Linked DNA regions of Mus musculus: regions 1, 3, 4, 5 and 6 are each linked to region 2. A link is a contact called in public Hi-C, HiCAR-type, HiChIP or PLAC-seq, Micro-C and capture Hi-C data. All regions are on one chromosome and are shown on one strand. Each heading gives the region's core, a stretch centred on a gene start, on an enhancer-like site or on the middle of the called end of the contact. The rest is flanking DNA. Distances are from core to core; before and after follow the strand shown. Region 1 has its middle 27 kb from the start of Gm32796. Region 2 overlaps Tmem44 (transmembrane protein 44). Region 3 has its middle 10 kb from the start of Gm46567. Region 4 has its middle 100 kb from the start of Opa1. Region 5 has its middle 22 kb from the start of Gm52263. Region 6 overlaps Opa1 (OPA1, mitochondrial dynamin like GTPase).

Evidence for each region. Hi-C and Micro-C count contacts between places; a contact is called where the count stands out from the background. HiCAR-type assays count read pairs that join an accessible place to other places. HiChIP or PLAC-seq counts read pairs in DNA pulled down with a chosen protein or histone mark. Capture Hi-C pulls out chosen DNA fragments and counts their contacts.
Region 1: a FOXA1 HiChIP or PLAC-seq map of pancreatic cancer cells shows a contact between it and region 2. The contact joins two enhancer-like sites. A contact is called at or near these places in 1 of 484 Hi-C or Micro-C datasets (uterus) and 4 of 115 datasets of contacts at active chromatin or transcription factors (embryonic stem cells, extraembryonic endoderm stem cells, microglia and 1 more).
Region 3: a contact with region 2 is called in a capture Hi-C map of embryonic stem cells, with 4 times the contacts expected there. The contact joins two enhancer-like sites. A contact is called at or near these places in 1 of 484 Hi-C or Micro-C datasets (muscle stem cells), 5 of 115 datasets of contacts at active chromatin or transcription factors (embryonic stem cells, extraembryonic endoderm stem cells, large pre-B cells and 1 more) and 1 of 9 other capture datasets (embryonic stem cells).
Region 4: a contact with region 2 is called in a Micro-C map of embryonic stem cells, with 2.1 times the contacts expected there. The contact joins two enhancer-like sites. A contact is called at or near these places in 1 of 15 datasets of contacts at CTCF or cohesin (large pre-B cells), 1 of 484 Hi-C or Micro-C datasets (embryonic stem cells), 3 of 115 datasets of contacts at active chromatin or transcription factors (astrocytes, embryonic stem cells and pancreatic cancer cells) and 1 of 9 other capture datasets (embryonic stem cells).
Region 5: a contact with region 2 is called in a Hi-C map of the C2C12 cell line, with 5 times the contacts expected there. The contact joins two enhancer-like sites. A contact is called at or near these places in 1 of 484 Hi-C or Micro-C datasets (the C2C12 cell line) and 1 of 115 datasets of contacts at active chromatin or transcription factors (pancreatic cancer cells).
Region 6: a HiCAR-type map of astrocytes shows a contact between it and region 2, with 2.5 times the contacts expected there. The contact joins two enhancer-like sites. A contact is called at or near these places in 4 of 484 Hi-C or Micro-C datasets (the G1E-ER4 cell line, pre-hematopoietic stem cells, pro-B cells and 1 more), 5 of 115 datasets of contacts at active chromatin or transcription factors (the NIH/3T3 cell line, astrocytes, embryonic stem cells and 2 more) and 1 of 9 other capture datasets (embryonic stem cells).

The regions. Positions count from the first base shown.
Region 1 is chr16:29,943,696-29,948,026 of GRCm38.p6, forward strand. No RefSeq gene overlaps it. Among named protein-coding and RNA genes, the nearest start is that of Gm32796, 27 kb to the right of the region's middle. Within about 2 kb of position 2,801, at least 312 of the 459 cell types and tissues checked have an H3K27ac peak or open chromatin away from gene starts, as enhancers often do. A contact at or near this core is called in embryonic stem cells, extraembryonic endoderm stem cells, microglia and 2 more, where this site is marked.
Region 2 is chr16:30,507,986-30,512,038 of GRCm38.p6, forward strand. Tmem44 (transmembrane protein 44) reads right to left here. Exons shown (of 11, transcript NM_001384248.1): 11 at 3,870-4,053. Among named protein-coding and RNA genes, the nearest start is that of Gm52252, 10 kb to the right of the region's middle. Within about 2 kb of position 2,681, at least 403 of the 459 cell types and tissues checked have an H3K27ac peak or open chromatin away from gene starts, as enhancers often do. A contact at or near this core is called in the C2C12 cell line, astrocytes, embryonic stem cells and 4 more, where this site is marked.
Region 3 is chr16:29,821,512-29,825,646 of GRCm38.p6, forward strand. No RefSeq gene overlaps it. Among named protein-coding and RNA genes, the nearest start is that of Gm46567, 10 kb to the left of the region's middle. Within about 2 kb of position 1,535, at least 25 of the 459 cell types and tissues checked have an H3K27ac peak or open chromatin away from gene starts, as enhancers often do. A contact at or near this core is called in embryonic stem cells, where this site is marked.
Region 4 is chr16:29,681,778-29,686,063 of GRCm38.p6, forward strand. No RefSeq gene overlaps it. Among named protein-coding and RNA genes, the nearest start is that of Opa1, 100 kb to the left of the region's middle. Within about 2 kb of position 1,429, at least 67 of the 459 cell types and tissues checked have an H3K27ac peak or open chromatin away from gene starts, as enhancers often do. A contact at or near this core is called in embryonic stem cells, where this site is marked.
Region 5 is chr16:29,908,893-29,912,966 of GRCm38.p6, forward strand. No RefSeq gene overlaps it. Among named protein-coding and RNA genes, the nearest start is that of Gm52263, 22 kb to the left of the region's middle. Within about 2 kb of position 2,484, at least 67 of the 459 cell types and tissues checked have an H3K27ac peak or open chromatin away from gene starts, as enhancers often do. A contact at or near this core is called in the C2C12 cell line and pancreatic cancer cells, where this site is marked.
Region 6 is chr16:29,642,576-29,646,885 of GRCm38.p6, forward strand. The region is part of intron 27 of Opa1 (OPA1, mitochondrial dynamin like GTPase); the gene reads left to right. Among named protein-coding and RNA genes, the nearest start is that of Opa1, 65 kb to the left of the region's middle. Within about 2 kb of position 2,511, at least 9 of the 459 cell types and tissues checked have an H3K27ac peak or open chromatin away from gene starts, as enhancers often do. A contact at or near this core is called in astrocytes, where this site is marked.

The sequences.
Region 1 (4,331 bases), core at 1,551-4,050, 560 kb before region 2:
ATTTTATGAATCTTTTGCCTGCAAGTATGTCTGTACACCTTGTTCAGGCCTGATATTCACAGGAGTCAAATGAAGGCATCAAGGTGTCCTGAAACTGGAGCTACAGACAATTACGAGCCACCATGTGGTTGCTGGGAATTAATACAGGTCCTCTGGAAGAGCAGCCAGTGCTCTTAACTGCTGAGCCACCTCTTTAGCCCCTAATTCTACTTTTGAAAGTATATTTATATATTACTCTTCCAATTAATCTTCAAAAAAAATCTAGTTTAAAAAAATTAAAGCAAAGAACAATATACAAACCTAACCCCCTAAGCAACAGGCCTAGAAAGTGCCTTTTGCTGATGCTGGACCCCGTAGGATCAGATGTCCAGCATGTCCTGGCTCCATCGACTGGCTTGCTGTACTCAAAATGGCTTGCGCAATGACTGGCCTGGCTCACAGCCCACACAATGCTCTCCCCCATAACTAGGGCAACATGACTTCCGTTTGTTGACTCGTCTCTAGGTCCAGGCCCTGGGACTAATCCTGTTTCTTGTCTGGAGGGATTTGAAGGGCTAGCAGCTTGGGTTGCTTAGGCTCAGCCAGCCTGGTTGCTAGGCTTGTTCTAGTCTTTGTGTTCTCTTGGCAGAGTGGTCTAGGCCTTCCCTGGTGGGGACACAGATGACCCTTTTTTTTTTTTTTTTTGCCTGTCTGGTCTTGAAATCCATGAAGGGATAAATATGACACCTGTGAGATGAGCCAGCCCCCCATGACACACATACCTATGTATTCATCAACCACAGTTACCAAACACCCCTTGTGTATACAATAGCAAGCCAGGCTTGGGTCAAAGCAAGTATGAAGGGGAGGACTTTACTCCGTCTAGTAACACAGCCCCAAGGCAGGTTTGATTTTAGGGAGACAAAGACTGAGTCTGGGAGGAATCAGAGGAAGAGATCAGATGGTTGTCAGACTTCTGAGGTGCTAGAATTTCAGCAGTTGCAAGCCGAAGGTTCCAGGGCAAGGAAGTAGTCTATGAAGGCAACCCTGTCGTCACAGAACTCAGAGTCGCTGGCCTTCTGCCCTCCCACTCCTTAGAGAAGCAGAAGGTGAACACAGCTTGTCCCCGAGAGTCAATTTTATGAAGGGCTTGTTCTGTCTGAAACACCTACCTTCCCACCACCATGTCTAGCGAACATCTACTTGTGTTAGCTATATTTCTCTGTGCCGTGATGTACTACCTAGTAAAAGCAGCTTAAGGAAGCAAGGTTCACTTGGGCTCCTGCTTTGAAGGAATGCCATCAGTCCATGGAAGGCATGGCCATCTCAGTGAAGGAACAAAGATGAACGCTAGTGTTTAGCTTGCTTCTTCTTCATACTCAGTCCAGGCCCCCAGACCATAGGAGGGTGCTGCTAACATTCAGGGTGGGCCTTCCCTCTTTAGGTAAGCCGCCCTGGAAGCATCCTCATAAGCCCCAGCCATCCAATCTCCTAGGTGATTCTAAACCAGTCAGGCTGACACATGAAGACACATGACCCCTGTTTTCAAGACCATAATACCTCAGTGACCTTCTCAGGCAGGATAATTGTCCTGTTCACCGTTCTCGGTGCTAGGAAGGAAGGGAAATCCAGACGTTAAGTGAGTGGGCTCTGATTCTATTTATTTAGGTTAGTGTGTGTGTGTGTGTGTGTGTGTGTGTGTGTGTGTGTGTGTATGTTTGTGTGTAGGAATCAAACCCTGAGCCAGGACCCTACCACTGAGCTGCACTTCCTGCCTCTAAAGTCCAGTTGAAGTTCAGCCCCTGCCTTTCTGAGTCATTTTATCACACAGTGAAATGTTCTGGCTAGGACTGTCACCTCCCTGAGGTCACCACAAATTAAGGAAGTCAGTAAGACCGAGGCAAGTGCCAGCCTCGGTGCCTGCTTTGGAGCCTTATAACCCTAGGCTGCAGTTACTCTGTAATCCACCCTTTGCGACTCTGAGAGGCCCCAGACCGGAGCTAGTAATTCTGAATTTATCTCTGAAGCGATTAAAGATATTCTCGCTGCAGAGACTTAGTCTTCTTAAGGGATGGGCCCAAATGCACCGGGAGAATAAACACACACGAAAAGAACTGGGAACTGGAAAAGTAAAAAACAAAACAAAACAAAACAAAACAAAACAAAAACCCACAGGGTCGGAGTTGCCAAATTCAGAAGAGAAATGGCTCCTGAGCCCCTTTCTACGGCTTCAGCTGGGATCTGGACGCTGGATTTTCCAGGCTGCCCTGCTCCTGCCCCGTGCCAGGTCACAGCGCGGCCCTCCCACCCACGCGGGCCAGCAGCCGGCCAGGCTGGGCGCGGCAGGAAGGCGAGCCAGCTCCAGGCACCCTGATCCTTAACTGCCGCTTCCAAAGTCCCGGCTGATCCTAATCAGTGTGGGAAAGGAGCGCCGGGGCCCAGCCCGCCGCCGGAGACGCCGCCTCTTTTCATAAACTTTATCGCCGCGGTGCACAGCCCCTGATAAAGCACCATAAATAAACGAGCAGGCCCGAGTGTGCGGCTGGCCGGAGGCTGCCAGAGCGCACGCCCTGCCTCGGCCCGCAGCTCCCGAGGAGAAATGAATCATGCGCCAAGCTCAAGAGGGATCCGAGCTCCCCCCATCCCAGCCCCTGCAATCGCAATGCTATAAATAAGAAGGCAAGCCTCCCCCTCCTTGGCAGCATTCAGGACCACTAGGAGTTTCCTTGTGGCTGCCGGCCACCCTTCTGGCCTGGGAGCTAGGAGTGTTCTTGCTTACCCTCCTGCTTCAGGTCAAGTTCCTTGGGCCTGGGTTGAGCCTGGGCATGTGGCTCCATTATCACAAATTCCTCTGGCTCTTGCACAACACCCCGGCTGGAGCCGGGAAGGGAGGGGCGAAGAAAGGCTTGAAAGTCTCTGATGGCAGGTGATCCAGGGAAGGGGTCCCTTCTGCTTAGATAGCCTGTTCCGGTCAAACCCTAGGAGAAGCGCAGGGGGCTAAGCTCGACCGTGTCCAGTTGACTCAGGCGAAGGAACAGTAAAGATTCTGGTGGATAGGGAAGGAAGGGGGCCTTCCCGCCTCATCCCCCGCCCCGGGAGAGTGTGTTCAAAGGCTTCCGATAAATTATTCAACATCTTTTATCCTTCAGTCCTTAAAAAATGTTTTTAACTTTATTTTTAATTTTAAATTATGCATATGCACGCCTGTCTGTATGTATATATGTGCACGTGAGTCCCAGACCAAGGCATCGTCGGGAGCTACAGATGGTTATGAGCTGCCTCTATGGGTGCTGGGAACTGAACTCAGGCCCTCTGCAAGAGCAGTGTGAACTCTCAAGTCCTAAGCCCTCTCTCCAGCCCCCAGTCCTTGACATTTTTTTTTCTTGGTGGGTCTCTACGTTAGCCAATGGTACCTCTTGAAAACACGCTTGTGGTCTGCATCAGGCTTATGAAGTCGTCTAGAAAGACAGGTGTTTGGCACAACGTGTGCCAGCTCAGCACTAATGCCCAGTTCTCAGGCTTTCTGGTCCAGCTGCAGCCACCTGGCTCTGTGGTCTCCCCGCCTTTGCTTCTCCCTGGGCCAGAGTTTCCTTATGTGTCTGATGCTCTCTAATAGCTCCCCCAGCTTGCCTAGTCTCTGGAAAACACTATCATTCTTCTACACTCTTCCATTTCTGGACTGTCTCACCATAGTTAACTCTGATGAAAAACACTGCTTTGCCTAATTGAAAGAAGCCAGAGCTGGGAGAGACTCCATAACCAATCCCTGCTTGAGGTGAGCACAAGACTGTCCCTCACAGGAACTGCTGTTACTCTGTGGCGGGGGCTGGGGGAGCTAAAATATAAAAGCCCAATAATCTCTAACAGCCTCAACTCAGCACTTCTCTGAGCAAAAGTATAAGCTCCGTTGTGGCAAATGGCTTTGCTTCCTATGGGAGGGAGGCACCGATTGGCTTGAAACATCTATTCCAGAGAGCACTAATGCTGCTTTCAGTGGGGGCAGACTCTGGGGGAGGGGGCAGCCTCTGGTGGCAGAGGACAACCTAAGTGGCCTCTGGCTGATGCTGGAAGAATGGGTCGGGTGCCAATCCTGCTAGTCACGGCTGAGGAGAGGAACTCAGTGAAGTCGGCCATGAACAAAGACCTGCTTCTTCTAGACCCCATTTGTGACACAGTATGTCCCTGGGAACATGCGGCCCCAGACAGCCTTCATTTCCTGCTCTCTGGACAGAAGGGCACTCAGTCTTGTTTCCTTCATTTACATAATGTCAAAAATGAGTCACATTGTACTGTCATTTGTTGAGAAATATTGGCAAGAGGTTCTGATCATGGTTGGAGTTGAGTCCTTAATA
Region 2 (4,053 bases), core at 1,431-3,930:
TTTTTAAAGTTTAATGCAAAATATCATGTCTTCATTGAAGTACAATTGTTAATCTTCCCTATTAGGTAATTTTGCATCCTACCCCAAAGTGCTAAGGATTGAGCCAGGGGTTCATTCCGAGTAGCTTAAGAGGGATTATCTGGTGAAGTATGACTATTCCTATAGTCCCCAAACTCGGGTGACTGAGACAGAAGAACTGACTTCCAAGCTAGCCTGACTGATATAGAAAGCCACAGGCCCAGCTATTCAGCAAGATCCTGTGGCACAAACAAACAAGTGAAAAATGTCCTGAGAATACAGTGTCTCTCAGGGTCCCTAGGTTGCCTGTAAGACAATCATTTGAGAAGCTAGAATCACACAGCCCTGTCCAGACCTAGGAAATCATCAGGGACGATGTTCAGAGCTGTAACTGAGTATCGGAACTTCAGGGAATACACATTCACTAAGAAGTGCAAGCCAGCCGGGCGTGGTGGTGCACACCTTTAATCCCAGCACTCGGGAGGCAGAGGCAGGAGGATTTCTGAGCTCGAGGACAGCCTGGTCTACAAAGTGAGTACCAGGACAGCCAGGGCTATATAGAGAAACCCTGTCTCGAAAAATCAAAAAAAAAAAAAAAAAGAAGAAGAAGAAGAAGAAGAAGAAGAAGAAGAAGAAGAAGAAGAAGAAGAAGAAGAAGAAGAAGAAGGAGAAGAAGAAGAAGAAGAAGGAGAAGAAGGAGAAGAAGAAGAAGTGGTGCAAGCTAGTCAGAGCCTCCAGAACCTGAGAACTGGCTCTTGTCATATGCAGCCAGGCATCCTGGGACATCAGGGTGGTGACAAGTGTCTGTGAGCTTCTGTTTTGGTTGTGGCCTTAGAGGATCCCCTGGCTTGCACGGAAAGGCTCCATGTACTGGACACTTGCAGGATGAGAAGGATGGAGGAAAACCATCCAGTTCGGGACAGAGCAGCAGAGATTGCCAGGCTGGGCCAAAAGCTGATGATGGTCAGAGGGTGCTCAGGTCTTATGTGACCTAGGAACTCAGAAGCTGGGGTCTAGTTGGGAATAACCAGGGTCCTGGTACGAAGCCTCCACAGCGATTCCGAATGCGTAGCCGGTTGTTTCTACTTGTCTGTTTTCCAACGTCCCTGTCTAACGACTGTGACTCCCAACCTGCGCTTAATGGAAGCTAGAGGCAATCTGTACAGCCTTGACAGTTGTGGCTGGAAAGCAGGTTGACGCTGGGCTTGAAGCTAAGCCGTGCTGTGCTAGCCTGTAAGGTGCATGAGTGGAGATGATGCTGTGCTCTGGGTCACACCACAGTGTGGCTTCCAGGCTGAGCCTTGCCATGCCATGTGTAGCTCCACTTGCCCAAACATCGTTGGGCTCCATTCGGAGGGGTGACTCTGTGCCTTGCTGTTCACGAGAACACCAGCATGCGCCCGGCAACACCCACAAGGCACAGACTTAAGAACTTAGTCCTAAAAGTCAAAACCCATCACTTCTGCAACGTTAAAGTAAGTTAGGAGTGTAGGAATCACACTTGGGTGTAATGACGTCCTTATCTGGAAAACCAGGCCCAGTAACTGTGAAACACACTAGACCAACCGAGTACGCACCACCCTCACCCAGATTACATAAAAGGACACCCCACGGGCAATGCCAATCACCTCTCTACCAGGGCTGCCACAGGATTCCTGCGTAGTCCTGGCTGTCCAGGAACTAACTCTTCCTCCGGAGTTCAAGGTATGCACCACCACTGTTCAGCTGCCACCCAAGTGTTTACTGTTCCCAGAGTCCTCGCTCAGCTCAGTCTCCACTGCTAGAATTTCCATTGTCAGTCTATCTGCTCATCTGTCCAGATCAGGGCCTTCACCTTGACTCCATAGTTCTGAGCTGAGCCTCTGCAGTGAGGCTGTACCCTGTGACCCTACAGCTTGACTCTCTGTCTCTAGCCTAACGTCCAGACTATATATCTTATATATTTATATATCTTAGCATCTATATATCACCTGCCATAACTGCATTTGTAAAGCTATCTGTCTCTGCCCCCAGTAAAACCTCTGACTCTGCCCCCTTCCTTTCACAGGTTGTAGCTGTTGTGTAACCCAGACAGACAATATTCATACAATTACAAGGTGGTATGGGTGTGTGGTCTGAGAGTTAGTATTAGCAATTAAGATCCAGATAAAAGAACTTGTGTTTGCCGATTGTCTCTTACCAAGGGAAATCTAGACTTCCAAGTAGCTTTTGAATTTACTGTTAATACATTTTGACATTGTGCAAAGGCACGAGCAATCTGTCGCTGGAGGCAAAACAAAGGAAGCTGAAAGTGAAGCAGTTGCGGATGTGTGGGCAGAGCGCCGTTGTTTTCCTTATAAACTTTGGCACGATCTGATTTTCTTTAGTTAAATCGTGCACCTGCATTTTTGTCTTGTAAAAAAGTTGAATGCACTTAGGTAGAATGGTTTGCAGTGCAGCTTTGGGCTATTGGTCAGTCGCAAACACACAGAATATTGCTTATACTATATCTAAGTCACAAATATACACAATAGCCTTATAACGATCTTTTAACACCTCCCTCCCCCGACCCCCACTGGGGAGACACTTAAGTCAGAGGTGCCCAGGCAGAGGAGGCCAGGAGCTAGGGTCCAACGGGCAGAGCCTGCGCTGCTCTCAGGGGGTGGCTGCATGTTGCGCATGCGCCGGCCGCTTCCCCTCCCCCGCATCCCGGAAGTGCCCCAAATGGAGTTGTTATCCTGACTCAGGCCAGCTTTGTGTGGCTCGGCTGCTGGAGAACGCTACTTGCTATCCCCCAGGGCCGTCGAGGGTGAGCTTCGGAGTCAGAAGAGGGGGCAACGACTCGGAGGGAGAGACCGGCCTCTTAGCCATACCCTGCGGAGTACGAAGAAATGCCCCGGCCTCCGCCATCAACGGCGGCCGCTGCCCGCAGTGTTCCCGTGCGACTGGAATAGGATCCTAGGAGTTTAATGACCTGCCCTGCTCAGAAACCGTAGTCCCAAATGTTTGGAGCCGTATTTGGCTGTCAGATTTAAGGCAAAAAGAAAGCAGATTAGGCAGACATTCTTCGGTTCTGGCGATAGAAATGAGAGCATGACGTGTTTCAGCCACGCGCTTTGCCTCTGAGCATCCATTCCACTTGATTTTTTTCTTTAAAAAAAAAAAAATTGCACCGTTGAGACCGAGTTTTGCAAAAATGACCGATGCTATTCTGTAGCCCGAGGATCTTGCCAGCCAGCCTCCTGTCTCGGTCTGGAATAACTGGGATCACAGGCCGGTGCCATCAGACCACCAGCCTTCCTTATTAGGCGTTCTCTGGATCGGTTGAGCTAGCACCAGTCTTGAACTTGTCAGAGACCATCTCTCACTAATTAAAGGAAGAGCTTTGAACACTTCAGCACATCCGGGTTTGTTGTAAGCAGAACCCCCTCTGCCCATGGATGGCCTTTTAATTCTGGGCTTGTTGTAAGCAGAAAAAGATGAGAGGGTGGAAGAGAGTTAAGTGTCTGCCCAGGCAAAAGTGAAGGAGTGGAAAAAGAACACGCAGGGAACTTGGGAAGTGTCCTGAAGGTTCTGCTCCTTTTTTGATGCTAGAAATGGAACCCGGGGTCTTGTGCGTGTTAAGTATTGCTGATCCACTCAGCTATATTTTACCCCTAGAGTATTTATCTCAAACAGGTAATAAAATGTAAGCAGATTGTGTGTGGGTGGGTGGGGGGTGGAGGAGTGGTAAAGCTGCTTGCTGCCCAGACCCCACATGGTAGAAAAAGAGAACTGATACCTGCCAAGTGTCACTTGGACCACCATACACGCTCTGAAAGTGCAGGCGCAACATACACAAGTTGTTAAAAACAACAAAAATAAACCAGGCATTGGTGGCGAACGCCTTTAATCCAAGGACGCTTGGGAGGCAGAGGCAGGCGGACCTCAGTACTCGAGGCCATATAGAACAAGTTCCAGGACAGTCAGGGCTACACAGAGAAACCCAGGCTCAGGAGAACCAACCAACCAATTAATTAAAAAATAATAATAAGTAAATAAATTGAAACAGATTTT
Region 3 (4,135 bases), core at 285-2,784, 690 kb before region 2:
TTCTGGCGGGACATGGGCTATCCTCCCTTCCCCCTCTCCCTTGGGCCTCCTTTTTAGTTCTCTCAGGAGGGCATCCACCCTGCTCCTCTTTGAATGAGCCCATTTGTCTTAGCTCACAGGGAAGGCATGGGGTTTGCTGCTGGAGAGGACCGTTTGCAGGACCTAGGCCAGAAAAGCTAACAGGGCATAGGGAGGGAAGCCACAAGGCACACATTTGATGGCCGCAGCCTATGTTCCCAGAGTCCAGCACTCTGAACCCACCGTGGCCTCATCCTCTGCTCAAGTCTATCGGTGTGATGTCCTAAAAGTTCCACTTCGCATTCGGCCCAGAAGTCGTAGACCAGACTGTAGTACAGTGAAGAGGCAGGAAAAAGGGATCATAGACTCTCGGGTTCTGTTCTGAGGGGGTCCAGAATCTTTACAAAGTCTCTGGCTGTGCTGACACAAGAGACAAGGACATGCTGACACAAACACTCCATCACCCTGCCCCTGTTCCCTCTCACTCTGCAGCACTGGTCAAGGCCTAAGTAGCCATCAGAGCTTTCTGTCTTGACAAGAATGGTCTGTGTCTGAGCTGTTTGGCAGGGTGGCCGTCAGCTGTCTGTAACTACTGTGCACCTGAGATGGGCTAATGTGGACGATAAAATGGCTCTTTAATTTCTTTGATTTTTATTAATTGTCATAATGTCGTCATCCACTTCTGTAGATGGTAAAAATAACACCACAGAGGAGATGAGCTATAAAGGAAGGCGTTTCCTTGGACTCGTGGTTTTAGAGGCCCGAAGTTGAGGGACCACATCTGGTGATGACTTTTTTACTGCAGAGTCCCAAAACAGCACAGAACATCTGGCAGGGGCTTGAATGTACACGTGTACTTGTATGTGTGTGTGTGTGTGTGTGTGTGTGTGTGTGTGTGCTGTCCTTTCTTCTACCTGATGAAGCTACCAGGAGGCAATTCTAGGGGCTCTATCCCGATGGCTTCATCTGATACTAATAATCGTTAAGAACCTCACCTTTAAGCCTTTAATAGTAGATTAGGTTTCCACATGATTGATACATCAGAGAGGGGACTAAGTTACTATACAAGAAATTGTAGTACATAGCTGCATGTGACTCGTGGCTACAGCAGCCCAGCCTGGACGGTCCGCAGTTCTACCGCACACCATTCTTTTGCTCAGACTCTGATCATGGGGGTCTGAATTAGTAGAGTCACGAGCCAAAGCAGAGGCTTATGGGAGACTTTCTGGGAGCTTTGTTACTAGAAATCTATGCCAGGCTACATCAGCTGTGATGTCCCCCAGAAGACCAGTATGCTGCCTTTTAATACTTCCTTTCCTCCTTAAGTGAGTTCACAGAGCTTTGAGAAAAGACAGAAATTGTCTGCTCAGTTCAAGAGGCCACAGAAGGGCCTTACCAGAGAAGAGAGGGATTTTTCCCTGGGGCAATAGAGCATCGAGCTGGGAGCTTGTTGGATATGCGAATCTGGGGCCACACCCGGACTCCTGAATCAGAAATTCCTGGGGTGGAGCTAAGGATCTGTGTTTTAACAAGCCTGCTCACTCTGATGTCCTGTCAAGTGTGAGAACCACCGCTCCAGAAGGCTTGGGGCAGTGGTGGGTGGGGGCAAAGGGAACACAAAGGTTCAAGATTCTCAGAAGAGCCCCAAGAACTTGCCCTCGAGTCTGCCTTGTTCAACGTGCAGGACATGCCCGGGCAGAAGGCCTGCACCACATGCCCGCTGCCTTGGCCTGAGTGCCTTCTGATATAGTTCAAATTCTTCAAATAATAATTTGCTTATATGTTGCACTGTAAATTGCATGGCACTTTAAAATAAAATAAACATGCATTGACAATGTTCTTGATCAGAGTTCCTTGAGTTCTAAATTCAGTTGAGGGTTATGCTGGTTTAAAGTCTGGGAAGTCTAGTACATTGAGCTACTGGATTGCTCCAACCTCTCCCCTTTGACTCCTTTAAAGAAATCATAAGCCTCTAATACCAAACTGTTTAAAGAAACAATGACTAAGCCAGAATCATCTTTTTCTTTGGTCTTGAACTTTTCTTTCTGTCAGCCCAATTTCTCAGGCCGTCTAGGCAGGCGCCCTCTTGCCACACATACACCTACTTCCTGGCTTTAAATGAGCAGACCAGATAAGCAAACTGGAACGAAGAACGAAGGGTTAAGTGGGGGAGATTTCTTAAAACATTCTTCCGTGCCTGGATGCCACATTGACATTTCATGAGTTAGTAAACGAACAACAACAATACCATTAAACGTTCAGAGTCAGAAATATGAAGGCAAGCTCTGGCTTTGCCTCTTACCAGCCAGCCATTGGCTTCTTTGTCTTTTGCCTCGAGCTTTTCACTATAGCAGGAGTCTCACGCTATGTCGGCAAGGTCCATGAGCTATGTATAAAGAAGCTAGCATAAAATAAACATCTGAATAGCCACCTCTGCTCCCCTTTCCTTCTTTCATAAAACTAAAGTTTAAAACAAAACAAAACAAACAAACAAACAAACAAACAACCCAACCTACCAACCAAACCAAACCAAAACAAAACATCGGATCTTGAACCAAACTAATGTGGCAGCTAGATTTGCACCACGTGACCTTAGGTAAATTATTGAAACATTCTGTTTGGGGTTCGTTATCCTTAGAGGGAGAATCTAAAAGTTGTACCTGCCCATACATCTTTTTCATCAAGTCCTTTAAGGATTAACGTCTTCTTAGTGATGCCTTTGAAATGTTGCTTTTGTTTATGATTTATTAGTGTGAGGGGCGAGCGATGTGCACACGTGGAGAATGACTTTATGGGGTTGGCTCTCTCTTTTCATTGATACATGTTCCTGGAATTGAGCTCAGGTAGCCCGGTTTGCTCCTCAAGCAACGTCACTTGCTGAGCCATCCCACCAGCCCCAGAGTTAATGACCATGATCCATGCCACATGCACAGGATGCCTGGAACACAGTAAGCGCACAGCTGAGCGTAGTCGGGGTTATTGATATCATCACATTCTCGATTCTCACTCCAGAGAACAAGGCTGACAGAGAGCTGCTTGTAGGTTAGTGATGTACACCCAGCTTTTCAGAGCTTTTATCAACTCCCTAACACCATGAATCTGCCGCTATGAAGATTCCTGTTTTTCTCTAGAGTCTAGAACATCTTTATCATTCTTTTTGTATTTGTAATTGGGTTCTGATAGGTTTCAGTGGCTGCTAGATCTATTCCATGAGGTGTCATTTCACTACAATTCTAGTCAGTGATTTAAAAAACAAAACAAAACAAACTTTTTTATTATTATTTTTACTTTTAGGAAGAAAAGGCAAACAGAATACTTTATTGATTATTCTACTTGTTCCCTAAAGGAATTAGGAGTCGTGGATGGCTCTTCCAGGCTAGACTGCTCTGCATAAGTTCGAAGTCAGCCAGGGTTACCTAGTGAGGCCTTGTCTTTAAGAAGAAAACAAAAACAAAAATAAAAACAAATAAAAAACCAACCCCTCCCCCTAGATTTTACAAGTGTACTTAAAAAAATTATTTTAATCTCTCTGATTCTTAAAATATGAAGAGGAGAGGAAAGGAGAGGGGAGGGGAGGGGAAAAGAGAGGAGAGGAGAGGAGAGGAGAGGAGAGGAGAGGAGAGGAGAGGAGAGGAGAGGAGAGGAGAGGAGAGGAGAGGAGAGAACCTAAGACACATTTGAAAAGAAACTCACCATGCTATTTTATGTTTAGTTGTGCTGGTTTGTCGTGCTGTGAGCGCTGTCCCGTATTCCTACAGTACTTGCTTTGGTTAGCCTTCCTACCGGTAACCCAGGTTGTGACTGGGAGACCAGAGTCTTTCATTTTCCAAGCATCTAACAAGTGACCCTGAGCATTTCCCTCACGTGCTGTCTTGTCTTGTATCACCACTGCTCAATGTCTGTTCCAATCTGTTGGCCATTCTTCCATCTGAACTGTTTGGATCATTGTCAGACTTCTTGTAGTCTAGCTTTAAGTTCTTCTGCATATATATATTATATATTATATATATATATATATCAAGTGGCTTTCATTTTGTTTTGTAAATGCTTTAAATAATCTTTGTTGAGTAGCCCAATTATTGGTTTGTTTTGTTTTTTTAGTTTTTTTGTTTGTTTG
Region 4 (4,286 bases), core at 179-2,678, 830 kb before region 2:
ATCTACTCACGCAGATGGTCACTGATGTCTGCCTTGACTTTCCCATCCAAACTGACTGCACACGCTTCCTCTAGCACAGCTGTCCATTTCACACACCAGTGTGCTCAGTTCTCTTTTAGAACTCTTCTTCCCACAGAACTGTGCCCCAGCCATGACACCAGAAAGACCGTAGTTTTGTATATATGTGAATTGTGAATATGTGTCATACGTGTGTGTGTGTGTTCACGTACATTATCTTGCTATGTGAATTGTCAAATTAGTTCCCACGTTTTGGCAGGAATGCCTTAGGAAGTGACACTTCCCAGAATTATATGTACATATGTTTTTTTTTTTTAATTTTTTGGATAGGCTCTTACTATGTAGTTTGCGCTAGTCTAGAACTTACCATGCGGACCTAGAACTCACAGATCTGTCGCTGCCTCCCAGAGTAAGGCATCTCAGACACCACTCTGGAGGGATACTTGCTCCCTTAGGGCAGTGTTTCTCAGCCTATGGATGGAGACCCCTTTGGGAGTCCCCTTTCACGGAGGGGGGGGTGCCTAAGACCATTGGAAAACACAAATATTTATATTACAATCCGAAATAGTAGCAAATTTACAGCTATAAAGTAGCAACGAAAATACGTTTTTGATTGGGGTTACCACAACATGAACAACTGTGTTAAAGGGATGACGCTTTAGGAAAGCGGACACCCACAGACCTAGGGTGGTGGGCAGGTAAACAGAATCGGCAAAACACCACACGAGAGAATGCAGCAAAACGTGATGGAGACCGGGAGATAGGGGCTGAAAATTACCGAAAGCAGCGGGTCTAGGCAGGTTACTCTCAGAGACATGGAGATAGAGAAATATGGTGGAGGCAGTAGGAGTGGACAAGGTCTCCAGGAAGAGAGTTGTTGATGAGTGGCAGGGGTCAAGGGACAAAGGAAGGCAAGCTCTCCGCAGGTGGCCCAGGAAACAAGGAGAACAGGGAAAGGGAAAGGGAGACACGCCCCCCAGCCTAGGGCTCCACCCCTCCTCTGGTTCTGACGTCACTAAGGCCTGCTCCACATGAGGCTTCAGATTTAAGATGTTCACCTGTTCCTGAGCTTGCAATTTTATTAAGAGGGAATTTGAAAATTCAGGATTTCTTCGATGGAAAATATGGGGTTTTTAAGACTCTGCACGATTTCTATTGGGTGGAAGAGGAAGTCCCAGCTTTTGCTACAAACCAACCTAGCGCTGGCGATGAACTCATTGTAACCCCAGAAAAAGAAGCAAGCGAAGCTGGCATGTCAGTGTCCTCTGCATTCTTTATGGCCAGACAGGTTTTCCATGGCTGGAGCCCACGACGCTTCCTGCCAGGCTCCCCCGCTGCTGGGAACCACTCAGACCTGGAAGGAGTCTGTGTAGTTAGGTGCTGCCGGAAGGAGCTGTGGAGACAGCGTGACCCTCAACTCTGCTATGGAGAGCCAAGTCCCTCTGCATGCCGCTGAGACTCTCCTTATGGGGCAATCACAGCCCTCACAATGCCCAGGAAGGAGCTATTGAGATTTAATTGTGCAAACCACGTGGCTGGTGGGAAGGACTGGGGAGGGGGCTCAAGGGGCTTCTTTCTCCTTGCTTTCATTTCTTTTTTTCTCCCTCTCTTTCTTTTTTTTACTCTTTCCCCCCTGACTGATAGAATAAAAAGAAGCGATGTGCCTGTCTGTTTCGGCTTGGGGACTTTCTTAGGGTTCTCTGTGTAGCATTATTTGAAAAAAACAAAACCCCCAAACAAAACACAGTTGTATGAACACAAAAGTCTAACTCCACGGTTGAAATCTCCTTTTCCATTCCCAGAGACAGTTTCCCAAATGAACCCCAGCTTGTCCCTGCAGACAATGGAGTCCCCTGGGAGCTGCACGTGATCAGACGAGTGAGTGAGAGGCCCGCAGGTCAGTGGCTGGGTCTCTGTGACCTCTCCTCTCTCTGAATGGGGGAGGCTGGCTTTCTGTTTTGAGGCGGTGTCTCCTGTGATCAGCTGCGATGCCAAATGCTCGCTGCTCAGGACAGGGGCATGATGGTGCTCCCAAAGCCAGGCATCGTTTTTTTCTGTGTATCCGTTCTTCTCTGTATGCCCGTGAGAGGCCTCCCTGGTACCCAGTACAAACACGGGAGGGGTGGGGATGGGGGGAGAGGAGTGAGAAAAAGAGGGTAGACACGTTTGCTGAACAAACACGAACAGGCGTGTGCTCGTGTGTGTGTGTGTGTGTGTGTGTGTGTGTGTGTGTGTGTGTGTGCTCCTGTATTTTTAGATCCATCTCTAAAATAATACAATCTCTCAGCTCAGAAAACAGAGCCTGGCTCTAGGATGTGGAACTGAGGTTCGTTGCTCCCTAGGATCTCTGAGGTACTCCACAATTACAGGGACATTTTGGGAGCACTTGCCCAGCAGTAAATGAACCAGGGGACCAATTCATAAGTATGGGGAAGGGGTTGGCAGTACCCACCAAAGGTCTTTCTTGATTCTGTGGCAAGTCACCCTCTCAAGTCAAATCTCTTATCTGTCCCCCTGGTGCTGCTGCTCAAGGTTGTAGTTGGGCTGACAGGCTACCAAGGAACAGAGAACAAACCGGAAGTACAAGTCCTTTGTTCTAGAGCTATTGAGAGGAGCAAAGCTTGGACCAAAACAGGTTTGGAAGGATAGACTGGGAAGTGCTGCCACCAGAGCTGCACTGGGAAGTGCTTGCTGCCCCTTGCCTGCTTGGCAGGTTCCCAGGGGCAACAAAAGCCATGCTAACGTGTAAGGATTCTGAAAGAATGGTACCAAATGGTACCCCCGACTCAAATTGTATGTAAACGAAAAGAGAGTTTTATTCTGCAGAAGTCCAGCATGCTGAGATCTCTCTTTACCAAGACAGAGAAACACCCAGAGGGAATTCCAGGGTAGGTGACATCTGTGTTAATCTGTTGGGTCTATCTTTAAGGACATTCCATTACTGGAATGTGGGAGCTAGAAACTTGCTGGGGAGGTCTGGAAACTGTTGCTGAGGAAGTAGCTGAGGAAGTCTGGAAACTGCCGCTGACCCATTGGCCTTGCCTCAGGCCAGGTGGCAGGGCAGCTTCTGAGGCCAGGACTTGTTTGGAATTGCCCAGTTCTTGGAAACAGAGATTTAGGCCTAGTTCTCTTTAACTACCAATTTGAAGCCTGTCATGGAGTCAGCCTAGCCTTCTCACTATCAGATGACATTCGCCTTCTCCTAACATTAATAAAGTGGGTGCAGAATGTTAGCTCAACCCTCCCTCATGTTAGTGGTTGCTGACAAAAAAATCCAAGTTCCCCAGTGGCTGAAGACTTGGTCTAGCCCAACCCCTGCAAGATGATAAGACGCACTATATCAGCCTCCTGGGATGGCCTAAAGGCTTGGTTGGCTCTTATGGGTTTAGGAGGACTTTTAAATGACAGATTTGAGAATCCCCATCAATTGTGGATCTTGAATTTCATTCCAAAATGAGCTTAGTGTGTTTCCTTTGATGATCTCTGATACCTGAACTTATGTAAGAATGAATTAGCAGTCAGCAGAGACTCAGGCATCAGGATCTGCCTCGCATAAGCCCTCCCCCATTCCCACCAGCCCACCTAGCTGCCTTAAATGCCACCATGAGAGGGGCAATGCCTCTGGCCCCCTTGGAAGCTAATGAGCCCAAGATTGAAGCCAGTATCTGTGGCTGTCACTAGACACCTGGAACTGAGCAGGACAATCCATATTTAAGGCCATTCTGAAGCCTGAAAATGTTTACTTTGTACATATTGGATAGCCTTCAGTTTAGTACATACCTTACAGGCGTCCCATGTACTCCTTAGTTGCTGCACAGAGAAGTGCCACCTAATAATCAGTGTCATCTAACATCAGTATACTGCTTATAGTGTCAAGAATAGGCAGGGACACTAATAATTCACATTTCTTAGTACCTTTCAAATACTCTACACAGTTTGTCTCTATGGCATTGAGGAAGTCTACAAAGTAGGTATCATTGTTCCCATTATTACGGAGAGAAAGAGAGAAGGTCTGATTCTGACCTCAGGAAGGAGGCTCTGGATGCTTTCCACCAAAAACCACCCAAGGGGCTCATTGGTTAAGAATAGTTGCCGTTCTTGCAGAGACCCACGTTCTCTTCCCAGTACACATGGTGGCTCACAATCATCACATCACTCTAGAACCAGGGGGATCTGATATCCTCTTCTGGATTTCATGGGAACCAGGCACACTTATAGTACAGCTATATACATGCAAGCAAATACTTATACACATAAAAGTAAATAAA
Region 5 (4,074 bases), core at 1,234-3,733, 600 kb before region 2:
TCTTTAAAGCCAATGTGAATCTACTGAAAACATACATATAAGGGAATGAAACATGGTGATAATACCAGATAGTACCAGATAACCGAGAAAACAAAGAAGTTAAGAAAAAAAAAGTATGTATTTTCTCAACATGCTCAGAAGATGACCACGCAAACTGTACAGTGGGGTTGGGAACGGAAGAGACTGAAAAGATTGCAAAATGGCTGTTCAAGGGGCAAGGGGACAGTTGCTTTATTAGATCTCTACTCTGAGCAACTTGTCAAAGACTATTCTTAGACAGCAAACGTTCTTTATTTTTTTCCTTTTTTTAAAATTCCAAGAAGACACAGATTTAAGGGTCTGTCCCAGATGTGTCTACTAGGAAGACTACTAGAAATCTCTACTAGGAAGCTGTGGAGCTCTACTGCCTGAGATGTTCCGGTAAGTCAGAACCTAGGATTTACACCCACAACAAAGCAGATTTCAAACACCCACTCCTCACTGCCCTCCTGCAGCTTTTAAATGACGAACGAGGGCTGGGTTTGGGGGGTGGTTAGGTTTTTTTTTTTTTTAATTAAAGATATTTCTCACTATTTGCTCTTGACAAGTAAAAAAGGAAAGCATTTCTCCTATAAAGGAGACCTCAAAGGAGTCTGAAAAGACAAGCATCTACATTTTGGTTTTCAAACAGCTATGTTTGGTCTACTACAGAAAAAAAAAAAAAAAAGCCAAGCAGTGGCTTTAATCTGCCACTTGGGAGGCAGAAGCAGATGGATCTCTAAGTTTGAGGCCAGCTTGGTCTGCAGAGTGAGTTTTCGAAGAACAGAAACCCTGGAGGGAGGGAGGGAGGGAGGGAGGGGGGGAGGGGGGGAGGGGGGAGGGAGGGAGGGGGAGGGGGGGAGGGGGAGAGAGAGAGAGAGAGAGAGAGAGAGAGAGAGAGAGAGAACAAAAATATTACTTTGAATTTTTTTTGTCTAATTTCTTTTCCTCAGTAACTCATCACCAGCTCATATCCTCCACACTTGGCTATTCCCTCTCATTATCCCATCACCTGAGTAAGGACAGCTTCCTGACAAGTTTTAGCCCAGGTCCCTGCAGAGCACCTCCCAGCAAGAAAGTGACTGTTCCAGAAGGAGACTGAAAGCTGAGAAAGAATGACAGCAAAGACTCAACAACCAACCAGCCAGAGCAGAGCCCAAGTTCTCACGCCCAGGGGCTCAGAAATGCTGCCACTGCAGGAGATGTTTGGAAGGGTCACAGACACGGTGGCCCTTCCTGGGGGACAGGGACTGGTGTTCTCTTCACGCCTTTGCAGAAAGTCTGTCAAGAAGGTGAAGCAGTTACTAGACTGAGCGAGTGTGATGGAGAAAGAATTCAGGGCCCAGTGGCAAACATCAGGCTTTGCCAGAGATCAAGTGGTGAGTCACCGGGTAACATCAGACTGAGTTATGGGCAGAAAGAAATCTAACAATGCTCTTTGGTTTCAAAATGCCAAGCAGCTGGACTCTGGGTCCTATCATTTATGCCCCAAATCAGGGCACTTTTGAGAGAAAAAGGGGTGGATGTCAATTATAATTATATTGGGGGAGCCCATATGAGCAGGGACTGTCCCAGATTAATGTGTTCATGGCTGCCCCTACTTACAGTCTCCCCTCCAAAGCCAAGGAATCAAACGGTAGCAGCCCTCAGAATCTCCTCCAGACAAAGCTCAGCTGACTTCTTGCCTGCAAAGAGGCAATCACAGTGACAAAGGGTGGGCTCTGGGGGAATTCACATAATTGAATAGAATCAGGAACTGGGCAAGCTGCTCTTAGAGCTCTTAGCATGTCTCGTAGACTTGTTAAATGTTATGAAATTGAAGGTGGTGAGATGCATTTGCAGAATCTACATTTAAATTTAAGAATAGAAAGAATGAGAGGGGAGGGAGGAGAGAGGGGGTGGAGAACAAGACGGAGTAATAAAGTTAGTCACACAAAAGCAGGGACTTCTACTTGGGGTAAGGAAAGAGACCAGCAAGGGAGAGAAAGGAGAAGTGGGGAGGGAAATGGAGAGATAGATAAAAACCAAAAGTATAATGGCATGTATGTGTCACCATGTCATGAAGTGCATTATTTGATGTGATAACTAAAAATTAATTTTTAAAAAGATGTTGAAAAGTCTATTGGGCTGTTTCTCATCAGTAAACATCAGTTCTTCCCAAAGCATTTAACCCCATGAGATCTTTGTCCAGCAGACCCATCTAAACCTTTGGAGGCAAAGTCCAGAGTGAAGGGCTGGGCATGCAGGCCTTAGTGTCCCACAGGTAGAAGCCTGCAAGGCACGTGAGGCTTCAGTCATTGTTCAGGAGGAAGGAGCAGATGTTCATTTCGGTGAGGTAATGGAGCAACCTGCCAAAGCACAGCCAGAAGACTTGTCGAAACAGGTCTGCAGCCTTTCCCACGCCAGGTGCAGGGAGCCTTTGAGTTCGTGCTAATACACTGGCTGGCTTCCCCAGCCCAACCAATCCATTACTCACGTGAGAAGAATGTTCACTGCATAGGGAGGAAGTGGGAAGCCCGACCACAACTCAACTCACACACAAAGAGATCCTCTGCTTCTCTCAGCAGTGACCTAAGGCATCCAAGCAGCCAGTGCATCTTCAGGATGGTCCCCAGGAGAATTGGGCAGTACAGTCATAGCTAGTCCCTAAACAATTGGGGTTATGTTCTGGTAGAGAGCTGTGGCAAGGAGGATGTCTTAGTTAAATTTCCTGTTGCAGTGACAAAATGCCCTTGACAAACACAACTTAAGGGAGAAAGGGTTTATTTTGTCTCACAGGCCAGGATTTAGTCCATCATGGGAGATAAGCAAGAGCCTGAGGCTCTGCTCACATTGTGTCCACAGTCAGGAAATGAGATTGGTGAGCACTTGTGCTTGGCTTCCTCTTTTTCATACAGTCAAAGATCCCAGCCTAAGGAATGGCACCGCCCACAGTGGACAAGTCTTCCTACCTCAATTAACCTAATCGAGTTAATCCACCACAGGCATGCACAGAAGCCCATCTCCCAGTGATTCTAGATCTGTCCAAGTAGACAGTTGAGATTAACAATCATAGGCATGTTGGGTAACCACGGAGACCAAGAGTCAGACCAGAGGCTACAGGCTGCCACCGGGTGTGTGGTGCAGTCATGTACTCAGTGAGCCTTGGGCATACTGGAGTCCCAACCTGCCTCATGAAATCTTCCCAGGGCATGTCCTTATAACTGAGCAGGGGTGTCCTGAAGACAGTCATGGTGAAGGGTTCAGACTTCTATGACCCCTCATGGGAGTTAAGATGCCCCTCCCTTCCTCCTCCTGCACCTGACTTGTACCCAGCTGTTCCTTGGCATCTAAACGCATTGGTACTCTCCTGTTCCCTTGTTTCTCTAAACCCTTACTTTTGTTCACATCACCCTTGCCTCCTTTGAAAGTGTTAGATGGTTATACCCATCTGAGAGGCCACCTGCTCAGCTGAGAAGGATGTGCCTAACCTGTCTCTACCCATGCTCTCAAGTCAAGCCTTGGCTGAGTGGCTGTGTTACCTTGATTGGCACCAGTGATGCCATGGAATGTCTTCACCCATGAGGAGATTCAGAAAGCCTGAAAGCAGGAAGTTGTCCCGTCAATCTGTTTGTCCTCAGTGTTTGTGCTAATAATGTCTGTCATCTGTCACATAGCCACTGTCCAGCTGTTGTGGAGTCATGGGGTAGCACAGAATTCTGTAGGGTCACTTTCATGATTTGTTTTCCTGAGGCCTCAAAATCTGAAGCTTGAAAAGAAGGGCACCAAGAAAATGTCTTTATGCTAGAGTCTGAAAGACAATAGTCAAAATAGTCAAACTACAGAAATGGACTGAGGACTTTATAATCATAGAAGATGGAGGGGGGAGGAGGAGAAAGAGGAGGGGGGAGGAGGAGAAGAAGAAGAAGAAGAAGAAGAAGAAGAAGAAGAAGAAGAAGAAGAAGGAGGAGGAGGAGGAGGAGGAGGAGGAGGAGGAGGAGGAGGAAGAGGAGGAGGAGGAGGAGGAAGAGGAGGAGGAAGAGGAGGAGGAGGAGGAGAAGGAGGAGGAGGAGGAGA
Region 6 (4,310 bases), core at 1,261-3,760, 870 kb before region 2:
CCTGCAGCACCTCCCATGTGTTTCCTTGTCCCATTGACTATCCATTCACTTCCCATCTGTTTTGCAGTCTTAAAGGAACAGAAGGGGCCCTCTTCTTATAAATCTGTCTTTGCAAGTGATAAATGATGCCCTATCTCTTTAAGGGCTGCCTGGGTGGTTTTTCTTTTCTTATAGTGTTTCAGCTTTCCTCCTAGCAAACTCAGAGTAAAATATACTTTTAAAAATAAGAGAAATACAGAAAAGACAAAACACTATGAAGTTTAAAAGCCATAATTACTTTGATGGAACAGAATAATCTCCTGACTTTTTCCATCTTCTCAAGTAGTTGCCTGTGTCACTATATCTTTGAAATGTGATATCTAGATTTTTCTATACTAACCATACACTGACAAATGAAATGATTCATTTTGACAAAGTATATTTTAGCTATTAGAGGAGAAAGAAAACAATATATCACTAATGAATTAGAATGTCAAATAACTTTACATTTGTATTATCATAATTGAGTTGATATAATTTGAAATATTTTGTGTGCTGAACACAAAATAAAGTGACTCACAGTACCCATCTGTAACCTCGTGATAGATTCTGTGGTCTTTACTAGAAAAAGATGATCATGAGGGTCATAAAAGCTTTTCTTTTTTTTCTTTTTGATTGCTACTATATCTGGTCCTGAAAGCATATGCTATAATACTTCTAATGTTGGCTTTTCTAAGAATTGAGCATAGCATAGCAAGGCATGGGAGGGTATTACTGTAATCTCACTACTCAGAAGGCTGAGTCAGGAGATTGCCATGAATTCAAGTTCAAAACTCAGCTGGACTACAAAGTGAGTTCTTGGCCAACCTGGGATAAAGCAAAGCCTTGTCTTTTAAAAAAAAAAAAAAAAAAGTCTTTTTTAAAAAGGAAAGAGGCCGGGCAGTGGTGGCACACGCCTTTAATCTCAGCACTTGGGAGGCAGAGGCAGGCGGATTTCTGAGTTCGAGGTCAGCCTGGTCTACAAAGTGAGTTCTAGGACACCCAGGGCTATGCAGAGAACCCCTATCTCAACAAAAAAAAAAAAGGGGGGGGGGAAGGAAAGGAAGAAAATAAACAAATATTGTCATTTCCACAATTAGCCTACAGAATGATTTTAAAGTATGATTTTAAAGGAATCATCAATATAAGACCACATTTAGAATATTCTGTTAGACTATGAGTCTAGCTGGGTATGAATGTCTTCCACAAAACTTATGTGAGGCTGGTAATACTGCAAGTGCATGCCCCAGAAAGCTCTGTGTGCTCTCCTGGACAGAGTGACGGTGCCCACCGGAAAGTGGAGCTGGCAGCCAGACCACCACACAGCAGCTTACCTTAGGAGTAGGATAAAGCTGCCTGGTACACACACCTCATACAAATGTCTAACAGTCCTCTCAAAGTGGCCACGGAATTAAACAGTATTATAAGTCAGATGGCCACACCTGAGTTTCTGGGGCTGTGTGGTAATGTTGGTCCTCCTCCTCTTCTTCCTCTTCCTCCTCCTCCTTCTTGTGGCTGTTGTTGTCATTGTCGTTGTGGTTACAAGTCTCATGTAGCCTTGAACTTTCTATGTAGCTCAAGCACAAAGGTGGCTTGCTCTTCTCATCCTCCCGTCTCACCTCCCATAGATTACATAAACTACATAGACACACTGGCCTCTAACCACAGAGACCTACCTGCTCCTGCCTCCCGAATACAGGAACTAAAGGTGTGCACCATCACAACTGGCTCTGAATCCAGCTTTCTTAAACCTTAAACCCCTAGGTTTATGTAGTGCTGGGAACTGATCCCAAGGCTATGCAGGTTAGGCAGCTCTCTACCAGCTGAGCTTTGTTCCCAGCTCTGGGTCCTTAGCTGACTGTTCTCAGTATGGACCAGCAATGGAAGAACTCTAGGAGAAATTGCAGTGTTGTACAAATACATACACGATTATTTAATTTGGCTTGTCTGAAGAGAAGTAGCTGGGTTTTTCATCCCAATACTATTGCTTTCACTGAGCAGCTCAGCCTTTCTGTGAGTATGATAGAACCAAAAGTTTGAGGTTTTATACCTATGACATTGGCCAGCACCTTGAATGATACTGCTCTTCATTGTTAAAGAAGACAGACCCATAGTCATTACTAGGTAGCAGAGCTGAGCTTGTCATTATTGTCTAACTAGGAAGATTGCTGAGTCTAACAAGGATACTGACCAAATATAAGGCTTCTGTGTTCATGCCAAAGTCTTTGGAGACTAGACTTCAGAATACTTAGAAATGATAGGTATAGGTTCTGTTATGTTTACCAAAGGAGCTTGAAAGGACTGCTTTCCTTGCCTTAAAATGACTTTTTAAAAAGTTTAAGAAAGCTGGATTTGGAGCAGAGCATAGTGGTGCATACCTTTAATTCCAGCTTTCAGGAGGCAGAAACAAGTAGATCTATGGTCAGAGGCCAGCCATATCTACACAGCGAGGTCCAGAACAAACAGGTTAGAGAGACTCTCTCTGGGGGAGAAAAGAAAGAATGCTGAATGAGTCACTACTGAGCTACTTGTGTATGCAAATTGAGTTGCTCAGTTACTCCCAACTTTTCTTCAGGAAGCTTTGAGGACATAAAAGAGCGCATTTTTAATAGTATTCGAAATGTTTGAGTTAAGTTTTGCTTGAGGCAGAACAATGAATAAATAATCATGAGTATCAATTTTGACTATAGTTTTGACCCTTTTGGTTCTGGTTTCCTTGTTTCTCCATATCCTAGACTTCCCTAGATCCTGAGTTTCTAAAGGGCATTTATATAGTACAATTGTGCAGTAGATAGCAATTGTTTTCAATAGCCCTGTGTGTGTTCCATAAGAAGAAAGGCTTCATAAATTCCCAGCTCTCCCATGAATAGCCCCTTTCCTGAAGAACTTCATCCATGCGGTGTCCTAAAGGTGGTGTGGAGTACTGGGGCAGCATGGTGTAAGGTGGCTGCGATCTCTGGGTGTGTGCTTTTCCTCAGTGCATTTTCTTAGCTCTTCAGCGAGTTTCTTCATGCTTTCTTTAAAAACATCAAAAGTTGGCTAAGGTTTATTTCAACATATGTGGCAGTGCTTTGTGTGTGGCTCTTTGATCGTGCTCTGAACTGATATTAACCACTAAGGTGACCCCTCTCCCAGGTCAGACCTTTTGTCAGTCAGTGTAGTCAAAGCCTAATTACAGATTAGTCTGAACTTGGGACATGAAATATCCGAGGACTCAGAACCCACTGAGAAGCAGTGCTGCTTCATATGAGGATAAAGAGACCTGAAATGTGTCATCTGGAGGGGAGGAAAAGAGGCGGTCTGTCCGTCCATTATTCACTGAGGATTATAGGAATATTCATGATCCAATCAAGATGCACAGTGAATTGATGTTTGAGATGGCTCATCTCTTACGTAAACATGGAGTAAATGGAAACGAGGCTCCTTATTCACTACGTTCAGAACTGTGTAACAGAATCGTCTAAGCCCTTCCTAAGTTGGTTAATCAAAAAGACCACAGATTTTATAAGAATTCTCTAGTTGTCATTATTTAATCCAGATATTTAAGAGAAATGGTAGTTTGCTTTACAGCTAGGCATGCTTTTTACCAGAATATATCCTATTTCACATAAAAGGTGACTTTTCAATAGACTTGCTCTTTTCATTTGGCATGTGTCAGCAGACCTCTATGTGTTTCTAAATCAGAGGAGGGTAAGCAGGGCTCATCCTTAGCATTGATGCCTACAGGACTGAAGGTCAAGTTTGAAATCACTTCAAAAAAGTAGACATTTCCTCAGTCAGGAGTGAGACTCAGCAAGGAATAGTGCCTTTTTTTTTTTTTTTTTTTTTTTTTTTTTTTTTTTTCCTATTCTGTGTAACAGCCCTGGTTGTCCTAGAACTTGATTTGTAGACCAGGCTGACCTCAAACTCACAGAGATCTGCCTGCCTCTGGCTCCCCAATGCTGGTATTAAAGGTTTGCACCACCATGCCTGGTTAAAGAATGCTTTTTAAGGTAGAGAATCTCTTGGGGCTGGAGGAAAAAAAAAGGCTCAGCAGTTGAGAGCAGAGAAGCCACAGAGCAGCTCACAACTGCACTTAGCTGCACAGAACCACACAACACATACATGCACAGTTAAGATGAATCTTTTCTAAAAGGGGAAGGGGGAGAATGTCTTCCATGTCCCGTAAGATTCCATTGTACAGGTGAGAAAGACAAATGAATTTCTTTAGGTTGAAAATGGTGATGTTGACGATTGTTTTGATTCCATGTAACAGCCCATTCTCCTGTCACTTCACACCAGTCCTCCTCACT